2 separate regions of the Capsicum annuum genome follow, and region 2 is linked to region 1. A link is a contact called in public Hi-C data. All regions are on one chromosome and are shown on one strand. The core of a region is the stretch at or near the end of the contact, and the rest is flanking DNA. Distances in the headings are between cores, read along the strand shown. Region 1 holds the start of LOC107854912 (probable glycerol-3-phosphate dehydrogenase [NAD(+)] 1, cytosolic). Region 2 holds the start of LOC107854914 (cytokinin dehydrogenase 6).

Region 1 (4,325 bases), core at 1,671-4,170:
GATTTATAAGCTTTGATCAATTGAATAAGGTTGATAAGAAACACACACATATATATATATCATAGTAGTTTCTTTAAAAAAAATTGAATTCACGATTTTCTTTTAATAAATGAGCTTAAAGATAAATAAAATTTTCATACAAAATACTCCACTTGAAATTATTTATAACATTCCTATAAGAGATATCTTTTTCTGACCACGCGAAGCTCGAGATAGTACACTAGTTGTAAGTAAAGTTTAGTCGTAAGTTATGGTCATAGTTATGTATTTTTATAGATGTATCTTTCTGATCTAAATAGGTTATTCACTTAATACTAACCAATTAATTAAAAATATTCTAATCCTAAACGTACAACTCAACATAATAAGTTGACAAAATAATAATAAAATATTATTCTTTACCAAAAAAAAAAATATATTATTCTTCCTATTTATAATTAGAAAACTAAACAGCTAATAAAAAAAAAATAGTATGATTATTTATTTCTACATATAAGAAAACCCAAAATGGGAAATATAATAATATGATTATTTTAATTACATAAACGTAATAATTTTTTGTAGGTATTAGTCGTCATATATAATTTAGGACTTCATACATATGTAGTTTTACTAAAATAAGGAAATGTTCTACTAATAAACATTTAGTTATTTTTAAATTCTTAAATATAGAAAATTATAAAAAATAATTTTATTTATTGCGGAGTTTTTTAATAAAGAATAAAAAGTTCAAGCAACGCTTTTAAGATACTTCACATTTTTAATATAGTATATATATAGATATAGATATAGAAATATATAAAAAGCAAAAGCAAGTAGCCTTTTTCCGTAAAGTTATAAAATCTGATGTGCATCATTTAAATGTAATTTTTTCCTTAAATTAGATATTCATATTTGAAATTTACTACATGCATGATATTGATGATGATTACTATAAATATTTCCTACAAAATATTATTACATAATATTTAAATTTAATTATTATAGAGAAATAATTTGATTAAAAAAATATATTATTATTATAATAAATATCATTGTCGATATATATAAAATGAAAAATCACCTCTGTGAAGAAAGTCATGTTACTATCACGAGGGGTCTTATAAATTTAATTATTATAGAGAAACAATTTGATTAAAAAATATATTATTATTATAATAAATGTCATTGTCGATATATATAAAATGAAAAATCACCTCTGTGAAGAAAATCATGTTACTATCACGAGGGGTCTTATAAATTTAATTATTATAGAGAAATAATTTGATTAAAAAATATATTATTATTATAATAAATAACATTGTCGATATATATAAAATGAAAAATCACCTCTGTGAAGAAAATCATGTTACTATCACGAGGGGTCATTATATAGATCTGTGTACTCCTGTTAAATTAACTAAATAATTGAGCAATATCAATAATATGGGAGAAAATGGTCAAAGCCCTCAACTTTTATTTCAAATCTCAACTACATATTTTTATACTTTGCGGGGTCCTATGCCCCCTGAACCATTTTAAAGTGAAATTATTACCTTCCAAAGCCTGACAACCACTCATTTTGGATAAGGTGTGATGCACGTGTCAACAGCATTTTGATACGTGTTTTTTATTTAAAATTAATTTTTATTTACTTTTTTTTTTAATCACTTTTTATCATTTTTCATCATTTTTTCACCATTACTTTTCATCTCTTTTTCCTTTCAAACTTTATTATTCCTACTTCTATGCAAATAATTTTTCCACAATCTTGAAGTGGAAAATAATGAACAATATCGAATTTAAAATTTTCAACGATCTTGAATTCGAAAATAATAAACAACATCGAATTTGAAAATTTCCGACAACCTTGAAGTGGGAAACATGATCATATAATTATTAAATTTCCGACGATCTTAAATCCGGAAACAACGAACAATATCAATTTCAAAATTTTCAACAACCTTGAAGCCGGAAACAATGAACAATATGGAATTTAAAATTTTCAATGACCTTAAAGTTGGAAACAATAGAGAATTTTAAAATTTTCGACGACCTTGAAGTCGGAAATAATGGACAATACCCATTTTAAAATTTACGACGACCTTAAAGTCGGAAATAATGGACAATATTGATTTTAAAATTTTCGATGATCTTGAAGTCGGAAATAATAAACAACATCGAATTTAAAATTTTCGACAACCTTGAAGTGAGAAACAATGAACAATATCAATTTTTAAATTTCCGACGATCTTAAATTCGGAAACAACGAAGAATATCAATTTCAAAATTTTCGACGACCTTGATGCCGGAAACAATGAACAATACCAAATTTCAAATTTTCAATAACCTTAAAGTCAGAAACAATAGAAAGTTTTAAAATTTTCAACGACCTTCAAGTCGGAAACAATGGACAATACCCATTTTAAATTTTACGACGACTTTGAAGTCATAAATAATGGATAATATCGATTTTAAAATTTCCGACAATCTTGAAGTTGGAAACAATGAACAATACATATTTTGAAATTTTCGATGAATTTAAAGTCGAAACCAATTGATTTTGTGTTTGAAGATAAGAAAAATGATAAATTAATTTTAAATGTCATTGATGAGTTCTTGGAAAGAACATGAAGATGAAGAAGAAAAAGAAGAAAGAAAAAGAATAATTAAATCTGAATAAAGAAAATGAATAAAGAAAATAAAGAAATATTTAAAATAAATTTTTAATAAAAAAATTTGTGCTCACTCTCTGTTATGTCAGCATTAAGGAATATCAATTCCACTTAAAAATAGTTCAGAAGGTCATATTACATCACAAAGTATAAGTGTAATTGATATTTCGACTAAAGGTTAGGGTAATAAACTATTTTCTCATGGGGTCCTACCTATATAATTTCTGCAAAGCTTTATCGTGAACCAACTCATGCTAAGAAACCTTTTGATACATGGGATAAAGCAGAATATTCAAAATTAAATTGAAGTTTAATCTTATACCTTCATCAAATATACAATAACTTCAAACTTAAATCCTAGATATTAATCACCTTCATCAAATATACAATAATTTTAAACTTAAATCCTAAATATTTCTCCTTTTTACATCTAATAACTTAAGTACATATTACTGGTTCAAAAATTATAAACGGAGTACTATATTATTTTTGAGGAGTATCAAGAAAAAAATGGCAAAGGCGAGGTGACTAATTTCTGGGAAGCAAATGAAGAGAAATTTGCATAACACTATTAATATTCACACTTGCCTCTTTCCAAATCCATGTTTTTCACACTTTTCAAAAAAAACATTGCCAACTCATTTCTAGAAGCCATCTAATGTCATCCCACGAATGCTATAGCCGCAAACGCGTCAACCTTTCTTCTCTTGTCGGTCACTTTTGTTCAACATTTATAAAGGGGTTGTTTTACCTATGTTGTCCTTGTACTTGACGGAGGTTTCAAAGCTTGCTTGAATATTCCTTCTACCTGAAACCATCTACTATGTTTTAGATAAAAAGCCATGTGAAAAAAATCACATTTTTTGGTTTTGTTTATAGTTCTTGAATGCTTCAGTGTGCCAAAGATTTGATTTCGGTAAGGTGGTCTTGATTTTCTTGATATAAAACGATGTACCTTTCTTGAATTTGGGTATTTTTGATATAATTAAGAAATTAGGGGTTGATTCATACGAGTGCTTGATCTTTGATTATTAGTGAAATTGGTGGAACATTATAGTTTCTTGTTTATGCATTTGATTTTGAAGATTGAGAAAGTTCAAGTCTCTGTATTTGCAATTGATTGATAGATTTGAGTTGTTGGGGTTATTGGGAATAGTTTGAAATTTTGATAGAAAACAAGATGGTTGGATCTACGGAAGGAGTAACGAGTAATAAGTACCCGAATGGGTTGATTCAAAGTACTAATGGTTCTGTAGAGGAGAAGGTCGATGAGCTACGTCGAATTTTTGGTAAAGTGGATGGTGATCCATTGAGAATTGTGGGTGTTGGAGCAGGAGCATGGGGCAGTGTATTTGTAGCAATGTTGCAGGATGCATATGGGAATTTACGAGAGAAGGTGCAGATTAGAATATGGAGGAGAGCTGGAAGAGATGTTGATAAAGCAACTGCTGAGCATTTATTTGAGGTGATCAATTCAAGGGAAGATGTGTTAAGGAGGCTGATTAGACGATGTGCATACTTGAAGTATGTTGAGGCAAGATTAGGTGATAGGACACTACATGCCGATGAGATTTTGAAAGATGGCTTTTGTTCGAATATGATTGACACGCCACTTTGCCCTTTAAAGGTCGTTACCAATTTGCAGGAGGCTGTGTGGGATGCTGATATTGT
Region 2 (4,126 bases), core at 863-3,362, 140 kb before region 1:
CAAATTTCCTAGTACAAAAATTGATTAAATTTAGAGTTTAAGTTGCATTCACTGTCAAGTAAGAAATTCTTTACGCCATCATATTTTCACAAGATTTTTATAGGTAAGTTTTATTTGATTCTGGAGGCTAGCTCGGGTATGAAAAAGAAATACTTTTAGTCACATTAGCATTATAAATGTAGTAAAATATGTATCAGCTGTACCAACATGTGTCTTTGACATGCTCTACCCCCAACTCACCCCGGCACTCCCCACCACCCTCCAAACTGTAGGACCAACTCCTCTTTTTAGAATTTGAGAAAGAAACTATTAACTATCCAATTCCATTGATCAAATTGATCTTCTGACCTCTTGCTTCCAAGAGGGTAGAATTAAGTGACTTAATTAACCGTAATCAAATGCTATGTACTTTTATAATTTATCACTTAATCATAGTAAATTAGTGCTTGTATCAAATCCAGGCAACTTTCTTTCTGCTCGAGTACTCTAATATCAACCAAAACTTTACTTTTAAACAGCTCTTCCACCCTTTTTACCCTGAAGTCTCACACTCTCAATTACCCTATAACCCGTGGTGGTAAATGACATAATCATAATATCCTGAATTTTGATTATTTCATCAACACAAATATCAGATAATATTCGCCTACAAAGGTTAAGCTGATAAAGGTGAATATATCCACTTGGCTTTCCAAATGTGTATATATAATCCTGGCAACTTAATTTATTCAAGATTTGAAATGATGATAGCTTCACGGATCTTCCATCAATTCATTGGCCTACAATGCAAAGACAAGATAATCCCCCAAAATGTAAGAACCATATCTCTGAATCTAACCATGCTGCTGGTCCGAGTTCACAAAAGCAATAATAAATGTAAAAAAAAGGAAGGGGATAGCCCAGTGCACTAAATCACCTACTATGCGCGGGATTCAGCGCCGGACTGGACCACAAGAGAGTATTATATGCAGTCTAGCCTTGCATTTCTGCTAGAGATTGTTTTCACGGCTTGAACTCACGACCTCCTGATCAGTAGTCACATGACAACTTTACCGGTTGCTCCGATGATCCATTCGGAAAAAAAAAAAAAAGCAATAATCTGATTCTGATTCTCTTGCCTGTTATAGGATCCAAATAGCAGCAAAGAATAGAGATAGACATTAAAGATAGATCAGCATAAAAACCAATGGATCATAAATAAATCACTCAAACAAAAAAAGAGGATTGAGTTTATCTAGTACAAAAATTTTACTAGCTTCTTTTTTGGAGCAAATCTACAAACACAAACAATAGAATGATTCTTTATTTGTCCATTTGTTGGGTACTAAGGCATCAATACTAAATGCATTTGAAGCAAAAAGAATAGGCAAAGAATATTAATTTCTGTGTTTCTTTTAGTGCATATGACCAGTGGCCCCTTTTTTAAGAGGTCCCAAACAATAAAAAAAGGAGTCATAGTTAACTTTTTTTTTCTCTTTGCTATACAAAAAGCATGCATTTTCTTGGAAATTAACGTATCATGTGGACCCATATTTAGATGCCATCTAGCCCTTGTGCAGTGTCCCTTTCATTCAATCTGAATACAGATACGCAATGTTTGCCTTTCAACAACAAAACGGGTATTCAAGAAAATGCCAACTAGTATGTAACCCTAGCCCAAAGGTATCTTCTAAGTAAATTAATTCAAGACTTTGCATGACCAAGTTATAAGATTGAAATTAATCATAACAACTGTTAAACAAAAGGTTTAAAAAAAAAAAGAAAAAAAAAACTGTGGAAGGAACTGTTAAGAAAAGTTCACAGATCGAGGAAATCTTTCTTTTTTGATGACTTTTTCTCTTCAACATGGCATATGTGATGGCTGGCTTTATATAGTCTTATGGGCTAATTTGGTATAATGGACAAAGGATAACTAATTCTGCGATTATTTTTAGGATGAATTTATCTCATGTTTGGTTGGAATAAAATCATGAGATAACTTATTTCGAAATTATAATATTATTTTTATCCTACATTGATGTTGAAATAACAATTTTAAAATAACTAATCATGAAATAACTTTTTCTCAACCTAACTAACCCTATATAAGTGTAAACTAAAGGCACCCAAACAAAAGGGAACTCAAAAGAAAAATCCTTCAAATTCTCCTACTTAAAGTAGTCAGTCTTCCCACGGTTTCTTTACCACTCAATATAAGTTGACTCTGCCACTCATATAATCTTAAATCTCTCCCCTTTAAATTTCCTTCTCAACTCTTCACCCATTGCTCTTCTATACTATAGAAAATATAATCTTTCTTTCTATTCTTTTCCCTTTTAACGAAGAGATGACGTGCCAAAGCTTTGTATTGACCCAAAAAAAGAACGTTTTGTTCCTAAGAAGCTTCACAATTATGGTGTCAGTTTGGGTAATAACCAAACCAAACCTTTGTTTCTCTAGTGTGCTTTCCTCATTGAAGGCTCTTGATCTACAAGGCCATATCACTTTCGAAAACAATGAATTTGCATCCCAGGATTTTGGGAACCAAATTCATGCCCACCCTTTAGCAGTAGTCCATCCGAAATCCGTTGCTGATATTTCAGAGATAGTAAGACATGTCTGGCAAATGGGACCGGGATCAGAACTGTCCGTGGCTGCACGAGGCCACGGTCATTCCCTTCTAGGCCAGGCGCAAGCGCGAGGAGGAGTTATAATCAACATGGAGTCACTGCAGCAAGGTCAAGAAATGCAAGTCTACAGGGGGCAATTCCCTTATGTAGATGTGTCAGCTGGTGAATTGTGGATAAACATACTGCATGAGACATTGAAATATGGACTAGCACCAAAATCTTGGACTGATTACCTCCATCTTACTGTTGGAGGTACTTTGTCTAATGCTGGCATCAGTGGACAGGCATTTCGTCACGGCCCTCAAATCAGTAATGTCCGCCAGCTGGAGGTTGTTACAGGTTTGAAGATTGTTCCGAAACTAATTGATTTCAGTACGACTAGCAATTAAGCTAAAGGCGGTATGGCAGAATAACAGAAAAATGGTTATAAGACAATTTACCCAAGTTATTTCCTTGTATTTTTGGTCTGACGTGATATGTTAGTTATTGAAGACTAAAATAACAAGCTACAAACAATTTCATAGTACAAGTTGGAATTTGACCGTTAATTTCAACAAATATGCTAAGACCACTCATTTTCATTCGACAAATATCAAATAATTTAAGCAAAATTTCAGCTCGTGAACTAATTTACATATCTTGAATGGGACTCATTGCAGGAAAAGGAGAAGTCCTGATTTGTTCACAAGAACAGAATGCTGACCTCTTTCATGCTGTTCTAGGAGGACTTGGTCAGTTTGGCATAATAACTAGGGCAAGAATCTCTCTTGAACGAGCCCCGAAAATGGTAAAAATTGGCACCATAGTGTTCAAGACTATACGATTTAAGCCATTCGAGTTTTATTGAACGTGTGTTTTTTCCTTAATCAACAGGTGAAATGGATAAGAGTGTTGTACTCTGATTTCTTCACATTTGCTAGAGACCAAGAGCATTTGATAGCTGCAGCAAAAACATTTGATTACATAGAAGGGTTGGTGATTAAGAACAAAACAGGTTTAATAAATAACTGGAGAACATCTTTTGACCCTCAAGATCCTGTTCAAGCCAGCCACTTTGTATCAGATGGAAGAACACTCTATTGCCTTGAACTAACCAAAAATATATACCCCGAAAAGGCCGATACAGTAAACCAGGTAAAGCATGTTCATAACTTGAAAAAAAGGCTTATTTTTTGATGAAATAATTCTCATGTAAGTGCTTGTTGTTTCATGCAGGAAATTGAGGACTTACTATCCCAATTAAGTTATATTCCATCAACATTATTTATGTCAGAAGTTACATATATAGAGTTTTTGGACAGAGTTCATGCATCAGAGCTAAAACTTCGATCGAAAGGACTATGGGATCTTCCTCATCCATGGCTCAACCTTCTAGTCCCTAAAAGCAAAATACAACACTTTGCTAATGAAGTTTTTGGCAACATCCTGAGTGATACCAACAGTGGCCCTGTTCTTGTCTATCCAATTCATAAATCAAAGTAATTTCCTTTTACATAACGTTCCGTATGTACAAAATA

Evidence for each region. Hi-C and Micro-C count contacts between places; a contact is called where the count stands out from the background.
Region 2: a Hi-C map of leaf shows a contact between it and region 1, with 3 times the contacts expected there. The contact joins the promoter of LOC107854914 here to the promoter of LOC107854912 in region 1. A contact is called at or near these places in 2 of 5 Hi-C or Micro-C datasets (leaf and placenta).

Annotation. Positions count from the first base shown.
Region 1 is chr1:151,173,598-151,177,922 of UCD10Xv1.1, reverse strand. It overlaps LOC107854912 (probable glycerol-3-phosphate dehydrogenase [NAD(+)] 1, cytosolic), which reads left to right and starts at 2,920. Exons shown (of 5, transcript XM_016699907.2): 1 at 2,920-4,325. The coding sequence starts at 3,835.
Region 2 is chr1:151,309,582-151,313,707 of UCD10Xv1.1, reverse strand. It overlaps LOC107854914 (cytokinin dehydrogenase 6), which reads left to right and starts at 2,112. Exons shown (of 5, transcript XM_016699910.2): 1 at 2,112-2,948; 2 at 3,269-3,396; 3 at 3,483-3,743; 4 at 3,825-4,087. The coding sequence starts at 2,327.